Linked DNA regions of Mus musculus: all the other regions are linked to region 3. The links are chromatin contacts, called in public Hi-C and promoter capture Hi-C maps. All regions are on one chromosome and are shown on one strand. The core of a region is the stretch at or near the end of the contact, and the rest is flanking DNA. Distances in the headings are between cores, read along the strand shown. Region 1 overlaps Banf2 (BANF family member 2). Region 2 overlaps Rrbp1 (ribosome binding protein 1). Region 3 has its middle 23 kb from the start of Banf2os.

The links. A called contact is a pair of places that touch in the nucleus more often than the background predicts. Capture Hi-C pulls out chosen DNA fragments and counts their contacts.
Region 1: a contact with region 3 is called in a Hi-C map of liver, with 2.3 times the contacts expected there. The contact joins two enhancer-like sites. A contact is called at or near these places in 2 of 39 promoter capture datasets (cranial neural crest and liver), 1 of 484 Hi-C or Micro-C datasets (liver) and 3 of 115 datasets of contacts at active chromatin or transcription factors (bone marrow-derived macrophages and embryonic stem cells).
Region 2: a contact with region 3 is called in a promoter capture Hi-C map of adipose tissue. The contact joins two enhancer-like sites. A contact is called at or near these places in 4 of 39 promoter capture datasets (the HPC-7 cell line, embryonic stem cells, hematopoietic stem and progenitor cells and 1 more), 12 of 484 Hi-C or Micro-C datasets (Th2 cells, bone marrow-derived macrophages, conventional type 1 dendritic cells and 7 more), 10 of 115 datasets of contacts at active chromatin or transcription factors (bone marrow-derived macrophages, effector CD8 T cells, embryonic stem cells and 5 more) and 4 of 9 other capture datasets (adipose tissue, embryonic stem cells, liver and 1 more).

Annotation. Positions count from the first base shown.
Region 1 is chr2:144,071,893-144,075,225 of GRCm38.p6, forward strand. It overlaps Banf2 (BANF family member 2), which reads left to right. Exons shown (of 4, transcript NM_207275.2): 4 at 1,875-2,085. The coding sequence ends at 2,021. The region is part of intron 2 of Banf2os (a long non-coding RNA gene); the gene reads right to left. Among named protein-coding and RNA genes, the nearest start is that of Banf2, 40 kb to the left of the region's middle. Within about 2 kb of position 1,814, at least 6 of the 459 cell types and tissues checked have an H3K27ac peak or open chromatin away from gene starts, as enhancers often do. A contact at or near this core is called in liver, where this site is marked.
Region 2 is chr2:143,977,194-143,980,419 of GRCm38.p6, forward strand. All of the region lies in intron 2 of Rrbp1 (ribosome binding protein 1), which reads right to left. Among named protein-coding and RNA genes, the nearest start is that of Rrbp1, 32 kb to the right of the region's middle. Within about 2 kb of position 1,443, at least 20 of the 459 cell types and tissues checked have an H3K27ac peak or open chromatin away from gene starts, as enhancers often do. A contact at or near this core is called in adipose tissue, where this site is marked.
Region 3 is chr2:144,229,196-144,232,560 of GRCm38.p6, forward strand. No RefSeq gene overlaps it. Among named protein-coding and RNA genes, the nearest start is that of Banf2os, 23 kb to the left of the region's middle. Within about 2 kb of position 1,531, at least 95 of the 459 cell types and tissues checked have an H3K27ac peak or open chromatin away from gene starts, as enhancers often do. A contact at or near this core is called in adipose tissue and liver, where this site is marked.

The DNA of each region.
Region 1 (3,333 bases), core at 564-3,063, 160 kb before region 3:
GAAATCTAGCCTCTGCCATGTATGTCTTCATGATCCTGTTGTCTTCTTGATCATAACAGCCTGATGTTGTGAGATCTGTGGAGGAGCAGACAGAAAACTCAAAACAGCAAAATTTCTATAGAACCCGGAATCGAGGGGCACTTAATACATATGCCCTTCTATGGGGTTTACATATTTTCTTTGTGCGTGTGCGTGTGTGTGTGTTCTATGCACGTAAGCGGCTGGAGTGCAATGTCAGTGCCGTGCTCTATCATCCTGTCCTACTTTCTTGAAACAGTCTTCACTGGATCTGTAGGTAGGCAGTTGGCCAGCAAGCTCCAGCAAGCTCCAGCAAGCTCCAGCAAGCTCCAGCAAGCTCCAGCAAGCTCTGACCCCACAATGCTGGGGTTAGGGGTACATGCATGACCACAGCCAACTTTTTATGTGGATACTGGGGACTTAAACTCAGGTCCTTGTAAGGGCACAGAAAATGTTCTTATTCACTGAGCCATCTCTCTAGTCTCTAATTTTTTTTTTTCTTTTGTAAATTAATTGTTAGAGTTGGCCTACAAAGTAACGGCAACGGCATCTGCAGTGACGTTTCCGTAATCCGTGCCATTATACTTTGCTCATTTTTTTTTAGCACACAGACATCCTTGGGAACATTATTATCAGGGGTTTCCAGAGAAACAGGACCAGGAGATTATATATAATTATTAGAGGAGATTTGTTTATTATTTATTTTCACACAATTAGAGGCTCCACCTTGGCTGTCTACTGACTGGAAAGACAGGGAAATTGGTAGCTTGCTGCTCTGTCCGAGAGCTGAAATGCTCATTCAGAAAGGGAGTGGGGGTGGGGTGGGGGTGGGGCAGTGATGCAGCTCCAGTCTGAGGCTGGAAAACGAGGGCCAAGGTTTAGCAGGATTTATGTCTGTCTGTGCTGTTCCCACGGGCACAACTCTCCGAGGCATGCGTGTCTTCCTTTGTCTTCCCATTTAAGACACACTCCTGTACAAGTGGACAGCCCAGGGCAGGGCAGTGCTGGGCTGCAGGTTTTGTGAATTCTCCTTTCTGCTGAGTTACTGAAAGCACATAGGTAGTTTGTAAATGGATGCTAACAAGTCATTCGCCTGCCAGCCACACCTGCCGTGGTTCTCAGGTGAGCTCCTCACCATGGCTTCTTTCTGGGAAACTGGTACTGGCATCATCCAGGGATTGAAGACAGGAATGTTTTTAAATGTCCTGCAGTGGATAGGACAGTCCCCGTGATGCAGAATCAGCCACCATGCTAGTAGAGTTGAGAGAGCAGTGGGCCAAGGAGCTACGCTCTAGTTTAGCTTTGTGCGTATTTTGGAGAAGGAACTCTTTGGACTGCAGAGGTAGCTCAGGGATAGAGTGCTTGCCTAGCACGTGCAAGGCGCTGGGTTTAGTCCACAGTGTGCACATATACACACCACCACTACCACCAAAGGGAAAAGGAAAAGAAAACATTAAATAGCAGACCTAAAAGGAGTTCAGGGTATGCTAGTCACCCATCCCCTGTCCCCCCCGCCCCCCAACACATGCTGGAAGCCCACTAGAAATGGAGATTCTTGAGCTCTGCCCAAATTTGAGACACTGAGTCAGGAAGTTCCCTTTCATAAGATCCCAGGAAATGTCTTCAAGTTTGAGGACAAGGCCTAATTGTCACTGCAAGATGACAGTCCCTAGACCAGAGGGACTGGCCTCTGAGAGAGACCTGTGATTAACCTGACCTCACCTTTCCCCTGGGCCGTGTCAGGGACTGGCTGTCTCCCTCCTGTCTGACCCACACCCTAACCTTTGGCTGTCCCCTGAGTAGGGATAGTGCCATTCTGATAACCCTGTCTTCCGCCCTCCTGCCCCTCTTCCCAGGCCTATGTCCTGCTGGGACAGTTTCTTCTGATGCACAAGAATGAAGCAGAGTTCCAGAGGTGGATCATCTGCTGCTGTGGAGCTACGGAGTGTGAGGCCCGCCAGAGCTCCACCTGCCTGAAGGAGTGGTGCTCCTGTTTCCTATAGATATCTCTGGCCTGGCAGCTCTACCTCAGATAAAGGCTACCCATGCTACCTACAGACAACCTCCAAGTTGTTACTTGTGTCCTTAATTTATTTCCGTGTGTGTGTGTGTGTGTGTGTGTGTGTGTGTGTGTGTATCAGTATGTATGTGTGTTTGCATGTGCGTGAGTGTGATGTACACGCACATATGTGTATGTGTCTGATGTATACAGGTGTTGGGGAAGGGTTGCTGATTAATACCAAAAGTTGACCTAGTTAGTTGTCTCTCTGATTTTTTTCCAGCTTATATTTTGAGATAAGGTCTATCAATGAACTTGGAACTCACCAATTAGGCAATACTAGCTGGCCATCCAGTACCAGGAATCTGCTTATCTCTAGACATGTGCCACCAGACCCAGATTTTGTTTGATCTGGGTACTAGGGATTCAAACTCTGGTCACTGTATCAGTGTGCCACTTTCCTGATGCATCTCTGCAGTATTTACAATACATGTGCGCACTCGCATGTGCGCACACATACACAATTTATGTGTGTGTTTGTCACTGTATCAGTGTGCCACTTTCCTGATGTAGCTTCCTCTAGGACTAGGATGGAGGATCCACTCCCGGAGAGTCTGCTGCACGAGGCTGCTGGCTGAAGGCCTCATTCACTCACGGGACTGCTGGGGATGGGGCTGGGGTGCGGTGGGGTGAGAGGTAGACAGAAAGAGAACACAGAGACAGAATCTCACCCTGCTTCCTGTGACCTAGTCTCTGACTCATGCTACATCCCATGCCTGATTTCATATTCTACTTTTTAGAAGCACGTCATTAAGTATCCTAGGAACAAGAATCCCTCCTTGAAACAGCAGAAAATGCCGATATGTTTTAAGGTTTTCGCTGTTGGGGTTTTTGGTTTTGTTTTATTCATTAGATATTTTCTTTCTTTATATTTCAAATCTTATCCCCTTTCTTCATTTCCCCTCCGAAAACCCCCTATCCCAACCCCCCTCCTCCTGCTCACCAACCCACCCACTCCCACTTCCCTGTCCTGGCATTCCCCTATACTGGGGCATAGAACCTTCACAGGACCAAGGGCCTCTCCTCCCATTGATGTCCAACAAGGCCATCCTCTGCTACATATGCAGCTAGAGCCATGAGTCCCACCATGTGTTTTCTTTGATTGGTGGTTTAGTCCCAGGGAGCTCAGTGGGGGGGTGAGTACTGGTTTGTTCATATTGTTGTTCCTCCTATGAGGCTACAAACCCCTTCAGCTCCTTGGGTCCTTTCTCTAGCTCCTTCATTGGGGACCCTGTGCTCAGTCCGATGGTAGGCTG
Region 2 (3,226 bases), core at 193-2,692, 250 kb before region 3:
ACTAGCTATGGGATGCTTCAAGATGCTTCCAGCACTGTCTAGAAGCTCTCGACTATGTTCAGAGGCTAAACAGCATAAATAAATAAATAAATCTTAAAATAAGTAAATAAATAAACAAGCAGACAAATGAAACAATCCAAAGCAATGTAAAATCGAGCCTTCTCTGTCTATCCTGCTTTCCCACCCACAGAACTTCTATTACCTTCTCCAGATACTCTCCTAGAATGTCACAAAACATTTTTTATTGACTCTCTTGGGTAGGTAGGTAGGTAGATAGGTAGGTAGGTAGGTAAATAAATAAATAAATAAATAAATAAATAGAGTATTGTCTCTGGATCAGAGGCAGTAAAGCTGACAGAAGGAAAACTGAGCCCCTGGCTGAGTCCTATCCAAACAGCTTGCCCTACACCCCACTCACATCTCTAGCAAATGCCTCAAGATTCTAGTAATTCTTGGTATTGTAAAATCTTAAGGTATTAAAACAAACCTACCAAATATTCCATATTTAATCCATTAACCATGGGCTTTAAAAAGAGCAAGGGGAATTCTAGAAGTGGTTAGCTCCCTGCATGGCTGACCTAGCAGCCTGGGTCTGGCTCACACTGGTTGACAGGTCTGGTCTAGAGAAGAATGAGGCAGATGGACAGCAAAGAACAGCTACAAGATGGCACCAATCAGATGTGGGGGACACAACCACATACTCCCCCTTGGACTAGGCCATTCAGGAATATGGCACACTATAAAGACTCAGGATAGGCCTCTGGGGGCCTGAGGGACCTGAGACACAGTACACCACTTCCAGGTAACAGCTAACAAGTGAAATCAGTCCAGAAACTTTACAGCTGCAGACTATCTAAGAGACTGGACCCATAGTGCTAGCAGCTAACTCCATAGTAGGTAGGTAGGTAGGTTGGTAGGTAGAGACAGACAGGCAGACAGAGGCTAAACAAATATATCTCTTGGCCAAGGCCAGTCTATGGGTCACCTCTGGCCTTGGTTTTCAGTACAGCATCTACACTATCAAATAGCCTAAGCTAAAAACCGCCAATTTCCAACTTAGCCCCTCCTTTCGACTATGTCCTTGGACAACTGGCTTTACCACCACCTGACACAGTTTCCTTGTCTGTAAAGTCAGTAACAACGGTTCCTCCCTCACGGTCTGGCTGCAAAGATTAACTTAATTTGTGCTTGGAATGAGACACAGGGGAAAGCACTGTAAACTAACTCTCCAGGGCCAACTTTGGAGGCCCAAGCATTAACACCCACTCGTTGGACAGTCAAACCCGACCCGTCCCAGCTCAACAGTGGAGGGCAAGGGTGAGGATCTAAGAATGGCCTCTCTGAGGCCAAGGCTGACTTAGGGGCTCAGAGGGCAGACTGTCCTTACTCATGGGGCACAAGAGCTTGAGGAAGAGGATGTGCCTCCACCAACAAGAAGCGTGAATGTAGTGTGCTTAGTGTCCAGACTTCAAAACTATGATGCAACCAGTCTGCTACAGAAATGCCGTACCACCTAGGAAATGAAACTTGTAAAGAGGCACTTAGAACTCTCTTCTCTGTCAACTGTGGGCTCCTTTAGGAAAATTGCTCTTTGGCTGCATAACCAACAACTCCCCAATGAACAGCCTCAGCAGCAATAAGAAGATGTTAACGTAAGGGCACCTGAGACTTGGCACCTCGCTGCTCCAGCAGCAGCTACCCCTCCACTGTCCAGCTACAGAACATGCCTGCCAGGCCCAGGCCCTACTTTCTCCACCAGCAGGGAGCGCATCAGCTCACTCCAGGACTTGCCCTGTGAGTACCTACAGACAGCTAGAGGCTAAATGGAGGTGAGAGTATTACTATAGATTCCCAAACAGCTCTGCCTAGGACAGACCCAGCTTATTTTCTTGCTTCTAAACAGTGTATGCACTGAGAAGTCTGCAGAATGCTAGGCTTGGAGAGGTAAGTAGAAAAGAGGACCACATATGCAACACAGCAGGCACAGAGCGGTCAAGCAACAAAGCAGCATGCTGGGGCCTAGAGAATGCAGATACAATGGAAGCAGAGGCTGATGCACAGGTGCTTCACCAGGCAGTACTGGGTAAAGAGGCAGCAAGAGGTCTGAAGGAAGGAGAGCAGCCTAGAAAGGCACTAATGTCTGCAGGATCCAGAACTTTGGATTCCCAGAGGAGCAGAGGGAGGTAAGAATGGAATAGGTACAAGATTTCACAGGCCCCAGAGAGCCAGCTTTACCCCACAGTGTGCAGTGACTAAAGGGAATCTTGCTTGGGATGCCAGGAGGGACAAGGCTTGAAGAAGACAGTTCAGGAAAGGGCCTGAGCCAGTGCTCCACCCTACGAGTCTCCAGGCGACTAAGTGTGAGAATCCCAGATGATAACCAAAGACACCTCACAGTGGGTCCTGACAGAAGCACAGGTGGGGACTGACGAGGACTCACGGCAAGGACATTCATGGTCTTAGGGACTGTCCAAAACCCATTCTGAAGGTCTTTCCCTCAAACGCAAATACCATTCCTCTGGACCTTCACAGCGAATGACAGGGACAGTGCTGAGTTCCAAGCACAGCATCTCCACAGGAAAGAAGTCATAGCCCAACCTTAAGCAGATTCCATGACCTGTCCTTAACCACCTCAGCCAAACTGAGCTGTGCTCTAGAACAGTCAGGACCCAGGCCTCTAAGCCTCTTGGGAGCCCAGTTCCATGTGATCATCTACATTTACAACCAAAGATCCTGGGAATAACAAAGGTAAGGACTGTCTAACATCACCACAGCCTCTCCCCAACCAGACATTTATAAACTGTGACCAAGAAATCTATAGGAAAGTACAAGGCTCTCAAAGGAACTAGAACACACCCTGCCCTCTTCCATCCACAGCCAAGACAGGCTCTGGGCAGCATGGTAAGTAGAGCCTTCACTCCCAGATCAGGTGGCCCTTCCCAGAGCATGCAAGCCAATGACGAACAGCTACATCTGAGCCCTAAATGGTCACAGACACATGTGGGGTTTCCAGTGCCCTGGCAGCAAGCACAGAAGCTGTGGAGAGTTTATTACGGCTTTCCCCTTGGATGGAGGAAAGAATACTCTATAACCAAACTGGGAATATATGTGTATTAAATGGTACCCTACAGACTAAATGACTATTTTCCTCTTTATACTTATTTTTCTTTTCTCCAAACTTCAACAGAAACAATTTTATACCTGAAAAAAATGCACACATCACAAC
Region 3 (3,365 bases), core at 281-2,780:
TCCAACTCCTGGGGGATCTAACACCTCTAGCCTCTGAGGGTACCAGAACTCCCAAGGAGATACACACACACACACACACACAGACACACTTAAAAATAAAATCTTGGGCTGGAGAGATGGCTCTGTGGTTAAGAGCACTGACTGCTCTTCCAGAGGTCCTGAGTTCAATTCCCAGCAACCACATGGTGGCTCACAACCATCTGCAATGGGGTCCAATGCCCTCTTCTGGTGTCTGAAGACAGCTACAGTGTACTTACATATAAATAAATAAATCTTAAAAAAAAAATAAAAAATAAAAAATAAAAAAAATAAAAAAAAAAATAAAAATAAAATCTTTTTTAAATAGAAACTCCACAAACCCCAAACAGGATATCCCCCCCCCAAAAAAAATCCATGAGACAATCATAGTAAAACTTAAGGATGAGGTTGAAGTCAGTAAGAGAACGGGAGCATGGCCTTCGGCGGACAAAGATGGCACGCTTTCTGGCAGGCCTGGGCTAAAAGACTGGTTAAAGGAATTTTTCTAACGGAAAGAAATGGATCAAAAGAAGGCACCTGGAGCTCAGGAAAATACCTCAAGGAAAACGCACTCAGGGAAACACAACGGACTCCGTTTCCTCTCCTAAATTATGTCTGACACGTGAGCAGAAACTGAGAATCTCCTCCTGAAAGACTACACTTCCCAGCCGACTACAGAGCTGTCTCCGCCCCTGTCGACTGTTGCATCCCACCCTTTCCTCTAAGCATCTTGAGCATCTGCACATCTGTGACAAAATACCTCCTCACAGTGAATAAACGCCGCCCCACCTAAGGTCTGGCCAAGCCTTTCTTTCCACCTCTGTCGCTCTACACCTGTTTTTATGTAATTAAGCTATTTGTTTATTTATTTATTTATGTTTCTATTTATTTATTTATTTGGGGTTTTTTGTGTGTGGTGTTTGTTTGTTTGTTTGTTTGTTTTTGAGTCAGGGTTACTCTGTGTAGCCTTGGCCATCTTAGAACTCACTCTGTAGACCAGGCGAGCCTCAAACTCAGAGATCAGCCTGCCTCTGCTTCCCAAGAGTGCAGGGCATAATGGCAAGTACTGTGCTTTCCCCATCCCCAACCTTACCACTCCACTCTCATTCTGTGTGCAGCTGCTTTTAAATAATATAACAGAAATAACCCCAGCTCGTATGGTATAAATGGAGCATGCCAATGGAGTACAGAGAAAAAAACAAAAACAAAAAACAAAAACGCTGAAATGGAGGCTCTGTGGATGGAATAAACTGCCAAGGCTATCTCTCAAAGGAAAAGCAGAGAGAGACGGACCAGGGGAAAGTCTTGAGGGTTATGAAGAGAACAGTATCTGAGCTGAGAGGAGAGCAGGTTAGCAGGAGCAGCCTGGGGACTAGCATGGACTCTGATCTGTTGGGTGAGTTTTCACGCTGACAGAGAACTAGGAGCCCTCACCGGAGGTTTGGGGACTGTAGGAGCAGATAAGAAAGAAACGGCTCTTCCTGACAAACGGAAACCCATTTGGCAAGGTGTCTGCGGAATGCTGGGTGTTTGCCTACAGGGTCAGAGTCCAGCATGAGCAGAGCCCAAACTGTCATGAGGAGTGGGAGGGGACCTGGCATTTATTACAACCATGTCACAGAGGAGCGGTAAGGGGACTAATTAGCCTTTAATAACTTACATGTCTGACACAGCCAGAGCAGCCATGAAAAATGATACATTCAACACCAGAAGCCAGATCTCCTTCAGTAAACAAATAACAACAAGCAAATATCACACATGTATGACACATGGCTATACATGTGTGAATCTGATAACTTAGGTGAGACGTGCGGCATGTTGTCCTGCCTTTCCTCCCTGTAACTCCATCACAGACACTTTTTCTACGCTTCTGAGGCTCCAGTCATGGTCAGCTGGATTCATGGATTTGAGCATGATGCTGAGCTAGAGATCACAGCAACAGGATGGATGGTGGGGCAGAAAATGCTCGCTTCATGGCCAGCAAAAAACAGGAAACAATGCGCCCGTGCTCACCAACGGCTCCCTTCCTCTCTTTTATTCCATCAGAGCCTCCAGGTTATTAGATGCACTGCACTCCTACATTCAGGGTGGTTAATGTCTGGGGAAATGACCTCACAGACACACCCAAGGATGTGGTTTGTTGATCTCTTGGGTTTTTCTTCATTGGACCAAGCTGCCTATCAAGATCTGCTTAATTTCAGAGGGGGGACAGTGGGGCACACATGAAGTGCCACATATGGGGAGGGAGGCAAGAGAATTGGAAACCCGAGGCTAGTCTGATCTACATATGCAATCAGGTCTCAAAATAAAATAAAATTTAATAAGAATCATACTGGGGGGGGGCTGCACTTTAATCCCAGCACTCTCCAGGCAGAGGCAGGCAGATATCTGTGCGTTTGAGGCCAGCCTGGTCCACATTGCTAGTCAAGGCTACACAGTGAGAATCTGTTAATTTTTTTTTCTTTTGAGACAGAGTCTCATGAGTAGCTCAGGTTAGCTAACCCATGATCCCCCTGCTTCAACCTTCTGAGTGCTAGGATGATAGTTGCTAGCCAGCAAGCCTGGCTTTTAGTTTATAATTGAATTTTTTAAAATGCCCATCGTAGACAGAGTCCTCAAAAAGCATACGATATCATATTCTGCTTCTGATCATTCATCTTCATAATTAAGATAAATGGACTTGAAATGGCCAGAGGGCTGGAGTGTTGCTGTGAAATCATGAGGACTACTGTGGATCCCAGCATCCACATAACAAGCTGGGTGCCCTGCTCGCACCTGTAACCCTAGTTCCAAGGAGTTTGAAGACAGGAAGATTGGTAGGGCTCCTAGGTTTAGCTTACAGTCAGAGAAAACTCAAGCCCCAGGTTCATAGGAAGACTCTGCCTCAAAGGAAAAGGTGGAAAGCAACAGGAGCAGACACCTAACATCCTCTTCTGGGCTCAGCACATGCCAGGGCACACGCGCGCGCGCGCACACACACACACACACACACACACACACACACTGGTCTTTTTTAAACATTATGTTAAATGGCTTCCCCCATTAGATCATGAGAAAGGCAGACCCCCACGGTCTTATTCAACACTGTGCTAGAAGCTTTAGCTAGTGAAATAAGGCAAAAACCAAATAAAGGAACATGAGAGATGAAAGAGGTACAGAATGTGGCTGGATACGGTGGTGCATTCATTTAATCCCAGCATTTGTCACATGTGGCAGGCAGATCTCTGAGTTTGAGACCAGCCTGGTCTACAGAGTGAGTTCCAAGACAGCCAGGGCTACAGAGAGAGAGGGAGGGGGAGGGGGGAGGAGGAGAGAGAGGGAGAGGGAGAAATATCACTGCCCTGGGC